2 separate regions of the Mus musculus genome follow, and region 2 is linked to region 1. A link is a contact called in public promoter capture Hi-C data. All regions are on one chromosome and are shown on one strand. The core of a region is the stretch at or near the end of the contact, and the rest is flanking DNA. Distances in the headings are between cores, read along the strand shown.

Region 1 (7,278 bases), core at 3,122-5,621:
CCTTTTCTGTGGCGGGGAAGGGCTGAGTGCTGCTCTGTAGCCCAGTGCCATCCAATTCTCAGATTTCACACTGTGGCCTCTCGAATGCTGACATTGCAAGTGCACCTGTCTTTAAGCAGCAAAGTGACATTTGGTTGTTCTGGGCTGTGATTCCAGCACACAGAGACTGAGGCATGATCACTGGAAGTTAGCCTGAACTCCATAGCATAATTCTGTCTCAAAAAAAGGGAACAATACTCATAAAAGCTGGCTGACTTAGGCCACTCTAGTCTAAGAAAATGTTAACTGGCTTTACTTGATATTTTTAAGAAATTGAGTATTTCTCATATTTTGAAAAGTGGTGTTCTCTGATTTGTTGAATGCTGGCCTGTCAAGAGTGAGGTGAGACATCTGTAATGGCTCACAGAGGTGAAATGGGCCTGGCGCTTCCTCACTGTCACACAACAGTTTGTGGAAGGCTGGCAACAGCAAACGCAGCCACACGCTCCTCCCCAAGAGCCATGACCCCAGTCTGCACAATGACTTAACAACACTCTATAGAACCATAAAACCAAGAGAGCAGTGTCCAGGTTGCCATACTCCATGTTACAAACGATAGGACAGCATCTCTAGGATGCAGGCACAGAGCTGGGCGCGGCAGGCAGCACAAGAGGCAGGCAGGCACCACAAATGAGGCCACCCTGGTGTACACACTGAGTTCCAGAACGGCGAAGGCAAAAAAAAAAAAAAAAAAAAAAAAGACTCAGAGGAAAGACAGCTACTTATTTCTCTATTTCTGTAAAAGCTTTGATAAACTCTTTATATAAACAAGAATGAAAATATGGTAACAGCTACTTAAATAAAAACAACTGCTGTAAAATCACCCAAAGGGAAGTAATGTGTGAGGTTTTTAGCAGGGAGGAGCTGACACAGAGTCTTACTATATATATATATATATATATATATATATATATATATATATATATATATATATATATATACACATACATACATACATACATACCTAGGCTGGCCTGGAACTCATCAGCCTACAGGTTCAGCCTCATGGCTAAAAAGATTAAGCAAACCACAATACCCAGATAATGATGGGCTTTAACACAGTAGGCTGCCTATCAGTTTGAGATACCTTGGTCAATAAGAGCTTGTCCTCTACTTACAAGGACCAGAACTCAACCCCTAGAATACACAGACACACACATAAACACACACATAAACACACACACACACAGATACACATACACACAAAGCCAGGTTTGGTGGTGCATGCCTTTAATCCCTGCACTCAGAAAGCAGAGGTGAGCAGATATATGTGAGTTCAAAGCCAGCCTGGTCTAGTGAGTTCTAGGACAGTCAAAAATATGTAGAGAGACCTGTCTCAAAAATACAAAAACAAAACAAACACACAAAAATACAAAACAAAAGCAAACAAACAAAAAAGAACTCACAGGTATAGCAGTTCAGGCTTAAAATCCAAGCAATGGGAGATAGAGACAGATAGATCATAACAGTATGGAGGTCTGAATAAGAATGGCCCCCAGACCCTCATGTATTTGAATGTCTGGTCCCTTCCTAGCTAGTGGAATGTTTGAGTAGAATTAGGAGGCGTGGCCTTTGTCGGAGGAGGCGTGTCATTGGATTTGGGTTTTGAGGTTTTAAAAGCCCATTTCAGGCCCTGAGTGCCTACCCACCCACCCACCCTCTTCCCAATGCCTGCAATCAGGCTGGGGGGCGACTACCTCTGCTGTGACTCTGTATGCTGCCAGCTCTCCCATCACAACCATCATCGACTAAACCCCAAAACTGTAAACAAGGCCTCTGACTAAATACTTTCTTTTATGAGAGTTACCTTGGTCATGGTGACTCTTCATGACAATAAAATAGTGACTAAAGACACACAGCAAACACTATACTTTAAACAAAAACAATAGCTAATAAACAAGAAGATAGAAGACTAAATCTTCTGTTTTAGTTTTAATTTTCTGAGGCAGGGTCTCACAAGATAGAGCTAAATGGTCTCAAACTCAAGAGATTCTCCTGCCTCTGCCCCTCTGCCTCTGCCTCCTCAGTGCTGGGATTAAAGGCCACCAGCACTGGCTCCTTTTTTTTTTTTTTTAAATTAGCATTTATCAAGTGTACAAACTACTGGGTTTCACCCTGACATTTTTCACATGAGTGCACTTTGGTCACGGTCACAGAACTGACTGCCATGGGTAACTAAGGAAACAGAAGGCCTGGGCTGGCTCCGGCACTCGTGGCTTCTGCTGCTCACTCAGGCCTTCCTTACACCCAATCCTGAGAACTGTGAGAGCCGTCAGTGTAGCGTGTCCAACTACTACATTCACAGCACAGCAGCAGCTGGGAGCAGCTGGGCCACAGAGCACCTCTCTAGTATGCAAGAGAACCTTCAACAGCACACACACACAAATTATTTCCGGTAAATAATAAAAACATGCTCTGCAGATAAAACCTACTCTGGGATGTCCCTGGGAAGCGAGACCAGCGCAGGCCGTGTGTGGACTGCTCTATCGTTTTGTGCACAGAAATCTTTACTAAGGAAATCTCTAGAATGCTGCTCATCATTCTACACAGCAAAACTGCTGACACCCATAAAGAAAGACATCTTAACCTACACACATGGGCAAAGACATCTGCATACATGCAAACACAGGCACACACATGCAAACACCAAACAAGAGAGAGAGAGAGACAGAGAGAGAGAGAGAGAGAGCCCTTCCTAACTTTTGTTTAAGAGGACAGTGTCTCACTGCCCACGGAGACATACTTTTTCTTCCTGATTGCTAAGCAGCTGATCCCTGTTGTCCTACATCATCCCTGTGACTAGTCACAGACGGAAAGGACAAGAACTCAGGCAAAACCACGCCCATCTACCTGACAGTGTATCCAGTCTGGGGAGTGACCCAGGGGTATGCACACAGAGACTTCAATTCCCAACTCCAACCACATCCACCTCTCACCTGAGGCTTCCTCCTGGGCTGCAAAATTCCTCACTCCAGCTGCACAAGAGCCCTCTTGAATTCTGCCCCACCTGTCACTCACTTCAACCAATTCACCACCTAATCTGCAATCTGCATCGCCCTCAGCACGGCTGCCATCCACCGCCAGGCAGGTACACTTGCTGCCTTCTGCAGCCAACACTGCTGGGTGAACGACAGCAGCTGCTGAGGTTTCGTGCTGCGGCAGAGAAGGGGTGGGTCCCTTGCTGAGGCTATAAATCCCAATACTCTGGCATCTCCTCCTGACTGCAGCATCTGCTATACACTCTCCCTCGAGCAATCCCCATCCCGAAGACAGCAAGGACCCAGGGCACTGTCTCCAGGCATCTCCTGCTGCTTAGTCCCACGAAGCACAGCAGCAGCCAGGTCCCGTAGCAGCCCTTGCTGCAGTAGCAGACATTTTCTGGTTCAGCTCTGCTGCAGCCCCAGCTGGAAGGCAGGACAGCAAGGACAGAAGAGCACAGGACTTTGAAAAGGAAACTCAAACAGACCGTCTGCCCCAAACACTGCACTTACTTGCCCCAACCGTAAAAATACAGGCTTCCTTTACATCACATGTTCGCTAGCTGGCAATGTATCAGCACTAGTATGGCTACCACGGTAAACACAGACAAGTCCTACTGCTTAGGGAGGATGCTCAACGAGCTGGGTTTCTAGTTAACTGGATTAAAACAAGTAGGTTTCCTGCTGCTGTTCTGGGGAAAGAGGTTCACTGCTGGGATCAGATCCTGGCCTTGTCCACACTAAGCAAGCGCTCTAACTGAGCGATGTACCGAGCACTTAAAAACCAACTGAAAAACAAGTTCTACCAGAGAAAGCGGATGCTCCATTCCGTGCCTGCACTGAACCTCCAGGGATGGTATTGTAAGTCTTCTCTATGCTCCTATGTCAACCACATAACTTAACCTGCCTGACAAGCAGACTCTGATTCAGCCAGACTTGAGCTTTATTTCATTTTTCAAAATAAAGTATGTTAATTTTTCTGATTATAAAAGCAGTCTTTGACTGGGCCATGGTGGCACATGCCTTTGATCCCAGCACTCAGGAGGCAGAGGCAGGTGGATGTCTTGAGTTCAAGGACAGCCTGGTCTAAAGAGTGAGTTCCAAAGACAGTCAGGGCTACACAGAGAAAGCCTATCACAAAAAACAAAACAAGCAGGGGAGGATTTTCAATCAGTCAATCTGAAATCAAGTGCTAAACCTATCTTAGAGCATTAAGGACATCAGGAGCTAGAGAGCTGTTGGTGACAGAGCCCTTGTCCAGTTATTATCAGGCCCTCCCTGCAACCTATCAGCAGCACACCACGATGAGTAAGCACGAAGCATTCTTTAACATAATGTTCAGTCTCTGTTATATCATCTACAGAACAAACAATGAAACCCCAGTCATCTGTCCCTCACCTGCCCTGCTGGGGAAGAGAGACTGGCTATTTGCTTTCGTCTCTGCCTGTCACAGGGTTGATCCCCAGCACTTCCCACATGCACACTCACGGTTCAAGCTCAATGCTAGCCAAGGTTACATAGTGAGAACCTATCTCAAAAAGCAAACAAAAAACAAGAAAAGCCCACCACCACCTGACCTCCTTCTGGACCTCTCCAGTCTGAATGATGAAGGAATTAAAATACGCAACTGAGCTTCCCACCACACGCAGGCCTGTGACTGAACCCAAGCAAGCGGCAAAGCAGCAAGTGCAGTTCCCAGCCGGGGAAGCGGGGAAATGGGCTAGCCTAGGCTATAACCCAAAAATAATCTAAGAGAATCTAAGCCATTAAGTGCTAACAAATCTAAATAAGCATCCTTAGGTATCAGGTGAAACCGGGCACCGTGGTGCTCACCTGTCAAGCCCAGCAACAGGGAGAATAAGGATCCCAGTTCGAGGCCAGTCTCGGCTAAAGAGTGAACTCCTGCCTCAAAACCCTCTGAGCACCTGGGGCTGGAGAGGCCGTTAGATGAGTAGAAGCAATGTCTATTCCTCCAGCACGGGGGCGCCCCGTGTCCATGCTGCCCTCCACATGCATTGCATCTGTGTGGTACACTGACAAACAGCACTAACGGAAGTAAAAATAAAAAGCCAAGCAGTGGTGGCACACGCCATTAGTCCCAACACTCAGAGGCAGAGGCAGGAGGATCTCTGAGTTCAAGGGCAGCCTGGTCTACAGACTGAGTTCAGGCTACACAGAGAAAGCCTGTCTTGAACTACAGATAGACAGCAGACAATCTCCAGAGTCGCAGGTAAGCTTACACACAGTATCGCTGCTTCCTAATGTCCTCCTGTTTCCCACTCCTTCCTCGTTAACTGCTTAGTCCTACTTACGTTTTTCTCATACCGTGGTCCCTCTTCACCCCACAGTCCTGAGGTAGTCAGGAGGCATTGATTACCAGTGTGCTGCTCCTGCTCCACGCAGCTTCTGCACTGTTCCAAGAGAATCTAAAACACCCTCCTCCCCAAGCTTCCTAGCTGGAGTCCTGCTTCAGAGGCTCCTTCAGAGACTCGTAAAGCGCTCTCGAGGCCGGGAGCCCTATTCTAACTCAGCTGAGATCTGCGTGAGGAAACTGAATGGAGGATTTCCATCATCTATTCCACCCCGAAGACTCTGGCTCTCTTTCTTCTCAATCCCGACATGAACTAATGCCAGTTGCCATGCGTGGTCGGGCTGGCAGGTGAGTGAGCAGGTGAGGCCACTGAGGAGAAGCGATTTCATTACACTTAGGACACCAGAGAAGCCAGCAAAAGACAACCGCCATTGTTACACTGCTGAACACGCTGTCGGCGTCACGGGCTGGAGACCACCTATGGTCAGCAAGCCCCATTTAAGGGCCAAGAAGCACCAAAGCTTAGCAGGTAGCCTCTCAAAGCCTTAGCAATCTCATCTCTCCAAACACAACTCAGATGGTCACCCAACGAATCTCGGGAGCAGCTCAAAGGGCGGGTTCGTTCTGAAGCTCTGTGGACTACAAAGCAGAAAACTGGACACACAAAACCCAACCTTAAAACAAGAAGCCTGCCTCTAGCTGCAACAGCCTGGGCTCTACAGAGAGCCACATTCTCAGACACAGGAGTGCTCCAGTGACTCACAATGGATGCCAAGGTAATAAGCTACTTACAAAGAGGAACTGAAACCAGGCGGGCGAGATGGGAATCGCTCCTCTTTTCCCGACAGCCACTTTCTGTCATGGAGTACCCTAAACCGCTCGACGAAACCTTCTTGGTCTGCTGTGAATGCCTGCAGTTCAGTTTCACTTCTCAGAGCCAAACGGTCATCTTTAAGAATCCTTGCACTCGGGCTGGTGAGATGGCTCAGTGGGTAAGAGCACCCGACTGCTCTTCCGAAGGTCCAGAGTTCAAATCCCAGCAACCACATGGTGGCTCACAACCATCTGTCAGGAGTGTCTGAAGACAGCTACAGTGTATTTACATATAATAAATAAATAAATCTTTAAAAAAAAATTCCTTGTCGTTATTTTAAAAAAAAAAAAAAAAAAAAAAAAAAAAAAAAAAAAGAATCCTTGCACTCTAAGATTCCCTCTCCAAACCCACTCTTCACTTTGAACAAAATGACTGACAAGTTCCCGCTGATCTCATACACACCGGCTATTTACACATTTGCACCTATCATCTGGTTCATAGAGAGGGTGGGACAGGATGATCACCTGAGAGTTCACTCAAGAGTTCAGGACCAGTCCCCTAGACCATATTTAAATAGAAATTTGCCATCAACCATGAAGCCCAAGCACACCTGAGCATGAGCAACTCCGCTCTTCCTGCAGAAAACCAGTCGTTTCAGCCTCACCTGCCGGCACACATCCCCGCAGTGCTAGGTAAGCAGGGGCAAGCCAACCAAGCCCTGAGGTCAGCCTGGTCTACAGAGGGGTTTCTAAGACACTCAGTGAGACTGTGTCTCAAATGTAAAATAAAACAGCTTGTCAACTAAGGCTGAAGGACAGAGGTACAGCTTGGGGTGAGAGTGCACATCTGGTGTGCAGGATCCAGCTGCCAGGAAACAGCGCTTAACCCTCTCACACAACCAATAATTAATACATTTTAACATGTACTTCTGGGGTGATGGAGAGAGCAGTGGGTAAAGTCTACTGTGCCAGCATGAGGTCCTGAGTTTAGATCCCAAATTCACAGAAAGGCTAGGTGTGGTGGTGTGGGCTGTAACCACAGCTGGGGGGGGGGGGGGGCAGGGGAAGAGGTGGACCCCAGGGTTGCCAGCCAGCTAGTCTGGCCAAAATGGTGAGCTCCAGTCTCAGTAAGAGGGC
Region 2 (7,728 bases), core at 3,705-6,204, 230 kb before region 1:
TCAGGATGGCCACTCCTGAGGGACAGAACAGTGACGGAGTGGTCTCTGGCTGGAACTCCACAGAAGCAGTGGCAGCGGGCCCGGGGTTATATACTTGGTCTCTGGGGTAGGAATGCTAGGACTTCAAAGTCTAGCTCTGCCATTTACTCTCCATGTGATAGCAGTCCCCTGAGCATCTCTTGCTGTCATGTCAAATAGTAACAATGTCTCAGGCAGGTGATGGAGAACCCCAGGGTACTACCATTGGGCCTTATGTAAGAGGCCTGCAGCTGTGGGTTGTCCAGTGGCAGTCAATGGGCAGCCACATTGTTTGTGCAGTGGGTAGCCAGGGGGATGGACAGGCAAGCATGCAAGAGCTTCCTGCCGTCTCTAGCCCATGACTGTCCACAGCCACTGGACAATGCTGGGCTGGGCATTTAGACAATCTCATGGATGGATGTCCCTGATATTTAAGACAGGAGGTGGCCTCCAGGGCTTCCGAAGGGTCAGGTAAGCCATTGTTATCTGAACTTGTCCTAGACGGCCATAGGGTAAACTATAAGCAGACCATACCCCATCTTATCTTCACTGCCCTGCCCCCTACCCTGCCTACCTCGCCCTCCCCACTGTAGATCTTGAGACCCTGAAGACTGAATTTCAGAATGACAGCCCGGCGTCGGGAACAGTCCTGAGGGGAAGACAGTTGACAGAGGCAGACGTCACTTCCCAGGCCTGGCCTTATGTAGTCCTCCCCCAGCATCCCTTGTCAAGGTTGCTCAGCAAGTTCTGATACCCCTGCCCAGGGACAGAGGCCTGGGTGGCAAACCCCCAATAGTCATGCTGTTGGGACGTTGATTCCACACCTGTGGGGCATGGATCCCCAGGCATCTAGGAGAGTCCTGAAGCCTGGCACTTTCTGGGTCACTTCTCAGAAGACCTTTGGCCCCCACCCTCCTTGGGCGTCATGTGCCCTCAGAGCTTCATCTAAGTTTGCTATTCATGGTGCCCACCATGGTTCCCCAAGCTCCTCACCTGCAGGGCCCATAGCTGCTGCTGTACGAGGCCCACGCTCTCCTGAGTGTCCAAGTCATCCACAGGAAAGGATCCCACATACTGGTGGTGATGGAGAGAGCAAGGCGGGGAAGTAAGGCCCATAGCTCCAATACACACAGCATCCCACCATGTAGGCAAGCTGTGTGCAGTGTCCAAGCACTGTCCTTGGAGGCCGGAGTTCTCTGCTAATGTTCTCAGCAGGTGGCCCTGGCTGGGTCACATGGGCCTCACCTTCTCACGCACACATTCATATCCACACATACCCACTCCAAAGGAGACAGAGTCAGGTCCTTGGGCCCCAGGTCCTCCCCAACCCCAGGGAGTAGCCACCCCGCAACTACCTTCCAGAACACACAGGACAGGCACCCACCCACCTGGGCAAGCTTGGCAATGCACCTGGGCCGGTAAGGTGCAGGCCCACAGTCGGAAGCCCTTCGGGCCCCGGCCCCAGCCCTCTGCATGGTCCCCAGCGTGCCCAGCTTCAAGCTCCACGGAGAGAAGGCTAGGATGGGCAGGGGAGAGGTTGGTTTTCAGGCAGCCCCCTGTCAGGGGCTGGTGTGTTTGTTCAAATTTGCTTGCTTTGGTACTCATTCATTCATTCATTCATTCATTCAACCAACCAGCCAACAAACCCACTGAGTACCTGCTTGGTGCTCACCAACGTCCGGGGCACGTGACAGAGACAAAAGACCAATTCTGCCTGCTTCTGAGCAACAGCGTTCTTGGAGAGCAAGGCGGGAAAGTTGATAATAAGCCTTAGTCGGGTGAGATGGTGGGGAAATGGAAAGGGGCCCCAGGAGAGGCTGGGGGCTTGTAGTGCTACACTGGGAGGTGTGTGTGGGGGGGGTGAGGGTGGGATGGTTCCTGCCATGGGCCACTGAGCTAGAGCTGAGGTTAGAGTGCTCACTGGACTCTCCGTGATAGGGGAAGCTGCTGGAAATTTGGAACCAGCTATTAGTGTGGGAAGGGACTGGTGTCTGCCCACCATTCAAGCTTCTCAGGAAACTGAGGCAGGAGGATCAAAATCATTTGAACCCAGGAGGTTCAGAGATAGACTGGACAATACAAGACCCCCCCCCAACACGCGCAAAACAAAAACAAAAACAAAAAAACAAACAAAACCCCCAAACGTCTCATAGGGAAAACAGGAGTCTGAGAATTGTCCATTGAAGGGTGCGGGTAACTGCAGCAAGAAAGAAGGCACAAAAGAGGCGAGCTGGGACCTGAGGTGGACTGCCAAAGCACAGGCCGCACATTACTACTCAACATCAGCCCAAGAATGAGACCTTACCCTGTGGACAGTGGGGAGCCATAGCAGGCCCCTGCGCAGGAATGGTGCACAGGGGCGCTTCTGAGCTGGACAGCTCGCTTTGATGGAACCCATCTGAAAGGCTGCTGGCTCATTTGCCCAGTCTGAACTCCCTTCCTGAATCCCAAAGCCCTCTGCGCAGTATGAAAACCACAACCCACCCCAAGGAAGAGCTGGTGCTAAGTGGAGTGCAGAGAAAATGGACAAGTACCCAGGAGATTGACAAACTGCATTCCGTCCTGGCCCTGATTTTTGTTTTTGTTCCCCCCCCCCCGGGACCTTTAGCCAGATCCAGAGGTGGAGGACTGTCCTATGGGACAGATGCATCAATGGACCAGTTACTGCAAAGCAGAGTGGAGGAAAGCCTTGGGGTCCCTGCAGACTCAGCATCCCCAGAGACACCTGCCCTCTCCCAGCTGCCTTCTCACCAGCCTTCTTGCAATGACTGGCTCAGGTCAGAGAGGCCTGGGCACAAGATCTGTGTGGCTTTGGTGCAGCCGCCCCACCTCTCTATGCACTCATTTCCTTTCCTGAAAACTCTGGGTAATATGAGGTACAAGCCGCCCCCCTCCCCCCATCTGCTGGCCAGAAGGGAGCTTGGGAAGACAGCAGAGTCTAGCCACTTTCAAGACTTCCTGTCCAGGTGACACCAACTGGAACCCCTCAGCGATGGTGAAAGTCAGGCTGGGAAGGAAGCTGGCCTGGAGGCTTTGACTCCCCAGGAGAGCGCAGGAGTTAGTAGGGTGGCCTGAAAGTACCAAAGCGGCAGATGTACTTGGAAAGGGAGGAGCTCGGGTGCCTTAGAATTGATGCTCTTAGATCCCTCCACCCTACTGGCCAGTGACCTTCAAGCCCAGGCTTCAACCAGGGAGAGTGGGAAACAATGGCTGTAGCCCCGCCCCTGCCCCAGTCCACCCAGACCTCCCCAAGGCTGCTGCCGACCTTCGCTCTGCCAACCTTCCCTTCTAACCCTGCTCACTTCCCAGTCGCCTGTCCCGACGGCACATCTGTTGTTTATATAAAGCAGACCACAGTCTTGCCACGTGCCGCCTGCCCCTTCCCAGCAGGGGGACGCAGCTCCCCCGGAGGCAGTGAAGTGCTTCTTCACTTTCTAATCACCAAGGCAGGCAGAAGAGAACAAGGAAGCAGAGACCACAAGACTCATAGCCGGCAATGAGACCCGTAAGGAAGCGGGATGGAACGAATGAAAAGAAAAGCAATCACGAAAGAGACAAAGAGAGCTGACGAGAGCCCTTCACACCCCTGCCTGCGCCTGGCAAGCACAGGGTAAAGAGCCAAGGGTCAGCAAAGCTCACACTCACACACACACAGACACCAGCTTGCCCAGTCCTCTGTGGGGGAAAGGGGCATATAGAAGCGGGGGGGGGGGGGGGGGGAGAGAAGGCGGGTGGACAGCATCCTCCAAGCACCTGGCCGTCGTCCCCAGCCTCCTTATATTTAGCCTCCCCAGAAACAGGAACTGTGTGCCCCTCTTCCAGTCTGATCCTGCCTTAGACCAAGGAGGTCACCAGGGTTCATTGAAACCCTGAAAACGACCACACACCCAACTCATCTCTTTGAACCAAAAAAAAAGTTTCCCACAGGGGTTTGTCTGCTGCGGCCAGGTCATACCTACAGAGGCACATACGGGCTTCTATTTTCCAGAGGGCGGGGGGGGGTGTTCTCCTTAGGAGCAGGAGACTGGCTATGTTAACTCTATACTTCACGTCCAATCACAGGGCCCTGTGCACCATAAAACTCAACAATCTATCCATTCAGGGTACTTGGGAGACTCCCAAGCCTGCAGACCCCAGCTACTGGACTAAAGGCACACATCACAGGATGGAGAGCTGGCAAACCCAGGACTCTCTGCCGAGGCTAGGCAGTACCCTTCTGCTTACAGTCTATGGGGCCCCCAAGCAGGCATCCATCCTTGGTATACACTGGGTCTGTATCTGTGCAGAAGTAGCCAGTAGTAGCCTCATAGCTGCAACAACTCAGGCGCTAGGTATGGAACTGTTTAGAAAGGCTGGGCTCCCAGCCCAGCACACTTCTGCTACCATCTCCACAGGCCCTGGACCCGCGCAACAAGGGACTGGACTGGGGTTCAGCAGGTTTGGCTGATGTGACCTTGGCCTGCCAGCTTCCAGTTCCTCAGTTGTGAAGGGGACCGCGAAGGCAGCCACCTCCTGGGTCTGTTCATCAGCCTCTGTTCTTCCCGAAATCTATCTGGTCGCGGGGAGTACACAAGGCTGGATAGGGAAGACGCGGAAAGGATCGCGAGCGGAGGTGCGGAGCGCGTGCGAGCGCAGACAGCGATCTCGCAAGCGTCACCATCCCCACGCAGCGCTAGGTTCTCGGAGGGGCACAGGTGCCCCGGCGCCAGAAAGGGAGGTATGGTGACGGGGACTGAGGTGATGGCAACTGCCGGCGGAGGGAAGTGGGGGTGCGGCTCGCTCTGGGAAGACCCTCCCGGCTTCGGCCCAGCCCCCGGAGGGTTCCCAGGAGCACTCACCACCGCTACCGCGCCTCCTGGCAGGTCTCACAGCTCCGTTTCCCGCAGCTTCTGCTCCTACCCAGCGCGGGGCCCGCCCCACCCCCGCACACGCCCCCGCCCCCGCGCCGCGCGCCCCCCACGTGGCCCTGGGATCCGACCCCTTGGGCATCACCTGGCCGCGGCGCCGGCCTCACCAGCCAATCGGAGCCGCTCCGCTCCGCCGTGCCGCCCAATCAGAGGCTGCGAGGGTACCTGGCTCCGCCCACGCTGCGACCTGGGTTGGCTCCTCCTTGTCGCTCTTCCTCCACGAAGCTGTCCAGACTCGGTGAGCTCAGGGCCTCGCTACTCGTCTGCTCCTCGGGGCAGACCTAGCTACTCCACTAGGTCTGCACGGTCGCTCAATGACCTTGCAGACCCACCCCTTCACACGCAAATGGCAGAGGACTTGGTGGCATGAATCCACTTACTGGGTGGAGATTGATTGGACCGCTCAGCTGGGGTCCAGCAGGAGTGGTGACTCTTGTCCTTCCGGCCTCACGGAAATCCACTTAGATGGGGAAATGGTGAGTGAATTTAGCCAGCGCGCGCACAGAGCCGAGAGGGCGAGCTCTTCTGATCCCATTAGGTGAGGAGCGCAGTAGGTGGCCCAAATAAATCGCAAATCCGAGCCAGGCAAGCGCGTGGTGTGTATTAAACCCGAAATCTGCAGAGAGAACGCATCAGAAACTGCCCGTGTGGCACACCGCAGAAATCCAGGACATAAGGGTTCAGACCCAGGGAGGGACACCAAGACAGATGACAGAGCCCGCGAGAAGGTGGACCTGAATCTGCAGCCTCAGGGGAGTTCCCAGGTGCAGTGCAGAGTGCGCAGGGCACGGCTCTGGGCATCCCTTGTCTCTGCAGAGCTCCTAACACCTTTCCAGAGGCAACAATAAGGTGTGATTGTTGCCCACAACCAGGCACTTCTCTCTCCCCAGTGGGACTTAGATTAACACTTTAATCATGTTAATCCTCCAGGGCCTCTCCCATAGCCATTACCACCCCTGACTCAGCCAGGTGAGAACTGGAAGGCCTGACAGGGACACTGACCTGGTAAGTGAAGGGTCAGTAAATACCGATGCTATTTTGAATTTCTTTTGTCTGTGACCTTTGGCAATTCCCCTGTGCAGAATGGTAAGGAATCTCCCTAACAGTCTCCAGGCCTGGACAGTGAAGGAGCAACGGGGGGGAGGGGGGGGGCAAGCTCAGTTCACCAAACGGGCAACTCAGGATACATAAAAACGAAAAGGCTCCCTCCTAACTCTTAAAAAGAAATATTTAAAGCTCCTTACTTCATCTTAGTTTATTTTATTTTTAAATAAAATGCACTTTTTATAGAATAAAATTTTACAATTTTATAAATTTAGATTTCTTTTTGATTGTGAGTATGATCCATTCCTTTTTTTTTCTTTCATTTTATTAATTTTTATCTGTATGTGTGTTTTGCCTGCTTTTATATCTGTGCACCACATGCATACCTGGTACCATTGCAAGCCACAAGGAGTCAGGTCCTCTGAAACTGCAGTTATGAGAGTTGTGAGCTGTCATACAAATGCTAGGAATGGAGCCTAGGTCCTCCGGAAGGGCAACCAGTACTCTTAACCACGTGAGACACTTCTCTACTCAGATTTATAAGTGTTTTGCCTGCATGTGTGCATATATATCGCATTTGTGCCTGAATCCCTCAGAGAACAGAAGGTGGGGGTGGGGGGACAAACCTCTGGAATTAGAATTACAGATGGGTATTAGCTGTCACACGGGTGCTAAAAACACAGCCCAGGTTCTCTGCATGAGCAACAAATGCTCTTAGTGGCTGAGCCATCTCTCCAGCCCCCAAAATGAATATGACTTGTTTTTGTTTTTTGTTTTTTTCGAGACAGGGTTTCTCTGTATAGCCCTGGCTGTCCTGGAACTCATTCTGTAGACCAGGCTGGCCTCAAACTCAGAAATCTGCCTGCCTCTGCCTCCTGAGTGCTGGGATTAAAGGCGTGCACCACTACCGCCAGGCTTTTTTTTTTTTTTAAAAGAAGGGAAAAAGCCGGGCGTGGTGGCACACACTTTTAATCCCAGCACTCAGGAGGCAAAGGCAGGTGAATTTCTGAGTTCGAGGCCAGCCTGGTCTACAAAGTGAGTTCCAGGACAGCCAGGGCTACACAGAGAAACCCTGTCTTGAAAAATCAAAAAAGAAAAAAAAAAGGAAAAAAAAAGAAAAAAAGAATAAAAAGAAAGGAAAACATGGCTGTCACATATGTCAGTGGTAGAACATTTCTCAGGCATGCACAAGACTAAGTTCAATCCCCACCATGGATAAAAGAAAAACCAGGGAGGGTGGTTCAGTGGGTTGTTACCTGTTACCAAGGCTGATGACCCGAGTTCAATCTAGGACCCATGCTGTGGAAGAAGACAAACGACTCCTACAAGTTGTCCCCTGCCTTTCAAATGTCCACAACCTTCTATGTGCACACACAAATAACAACCAAAATGTAATAATAATAAAACACCTTATAGGCTGGAGAGAGGCTCAATGGCTTTGAGGTTCCAAGTTCAATTCCTACTGCCAGCACCCATATGGTGGTTCACAACGTGAGTCCCATTCTAGGGGGAATCTAACACCATCTTTCTGGCTGCCTTGGGCACCAGGCACACATGTGATATACAAACATACACAGACAAAACACCCATACACATGAAATTCAAACACAAAACCCACTTCATGCCCCAAGGCTTGCATCAAAGGTGAGAAACTTTGGAGGTGCCAGCCATCTCTGGGCAAGCTGATCTAGTCCCACTAAGAACCGTAACTTGAAGCAGTTGTCACTATCTCAGCCGCCACGTCTATTCCTGCGTTCCA

The links. Promoter capture Hi-C pulls out the DNA fragments that hold promoters and counts their contacts.
Region 2: a promoter capture Hi-C map of the HPC-7 cell line shows a contact between it and region 1, with 2.7 times the contacts expected there. The contact joins the promoter of Sh2d5 here to the enhancer-like site in region 1. A contact is called at or near these places in 12 of 39 promoter capture datasets (the 3T3-L1 cell line, the C10 cell line, the HPC-7 cell line and 7 more), 2 of 484 Hi-C or Micro-C datasets (epiblasts and granulocyte-monocyte progenitors), 3 of 115 datasets of contacts at active chromatin or transcription factors (the 230-238 cell line, pancreatic cancer cells and stem cell-derived neural progenitor cells) and 1 of 9 other capture datasets (adipose tissue).

The regions. Positions count from the first base shown.
Region 1 is chr4:138,013,219-138,020,496 of GRCm38.p6, reverse strand. All of the region lies in intron 2 of Eif4g3 (eukaryotic translation initiation factor 4 gamma, 3), which reads right to left. Among named protein-coding and RNA genes, the nearest start is that of Eif4g3, 23 kb to the right of the region's middle. Within about 2 kb of position 4,371, at least 32 of the 459 cell types and tissues checked have an H3K27ac peak or open chromatin away from gene starts, as enhancers often do. A contact at or near this core is called in the HPC-7 cell line, where this site is marked.
Region 2 is chr4:138,247,637-138,255,364 of GRCm38.p6, reverse strand. Sh2d5 (SH2 domain containing 5) reads right to left here and starts at 4,954. Exons shown (of 10, transcript NM_001099631.1): 1 at 4,857-4,954; 2 at 1,407-1,534; 3 at 1,012-1,092; 4 at 593-667. The coding sequence starts at 1,493.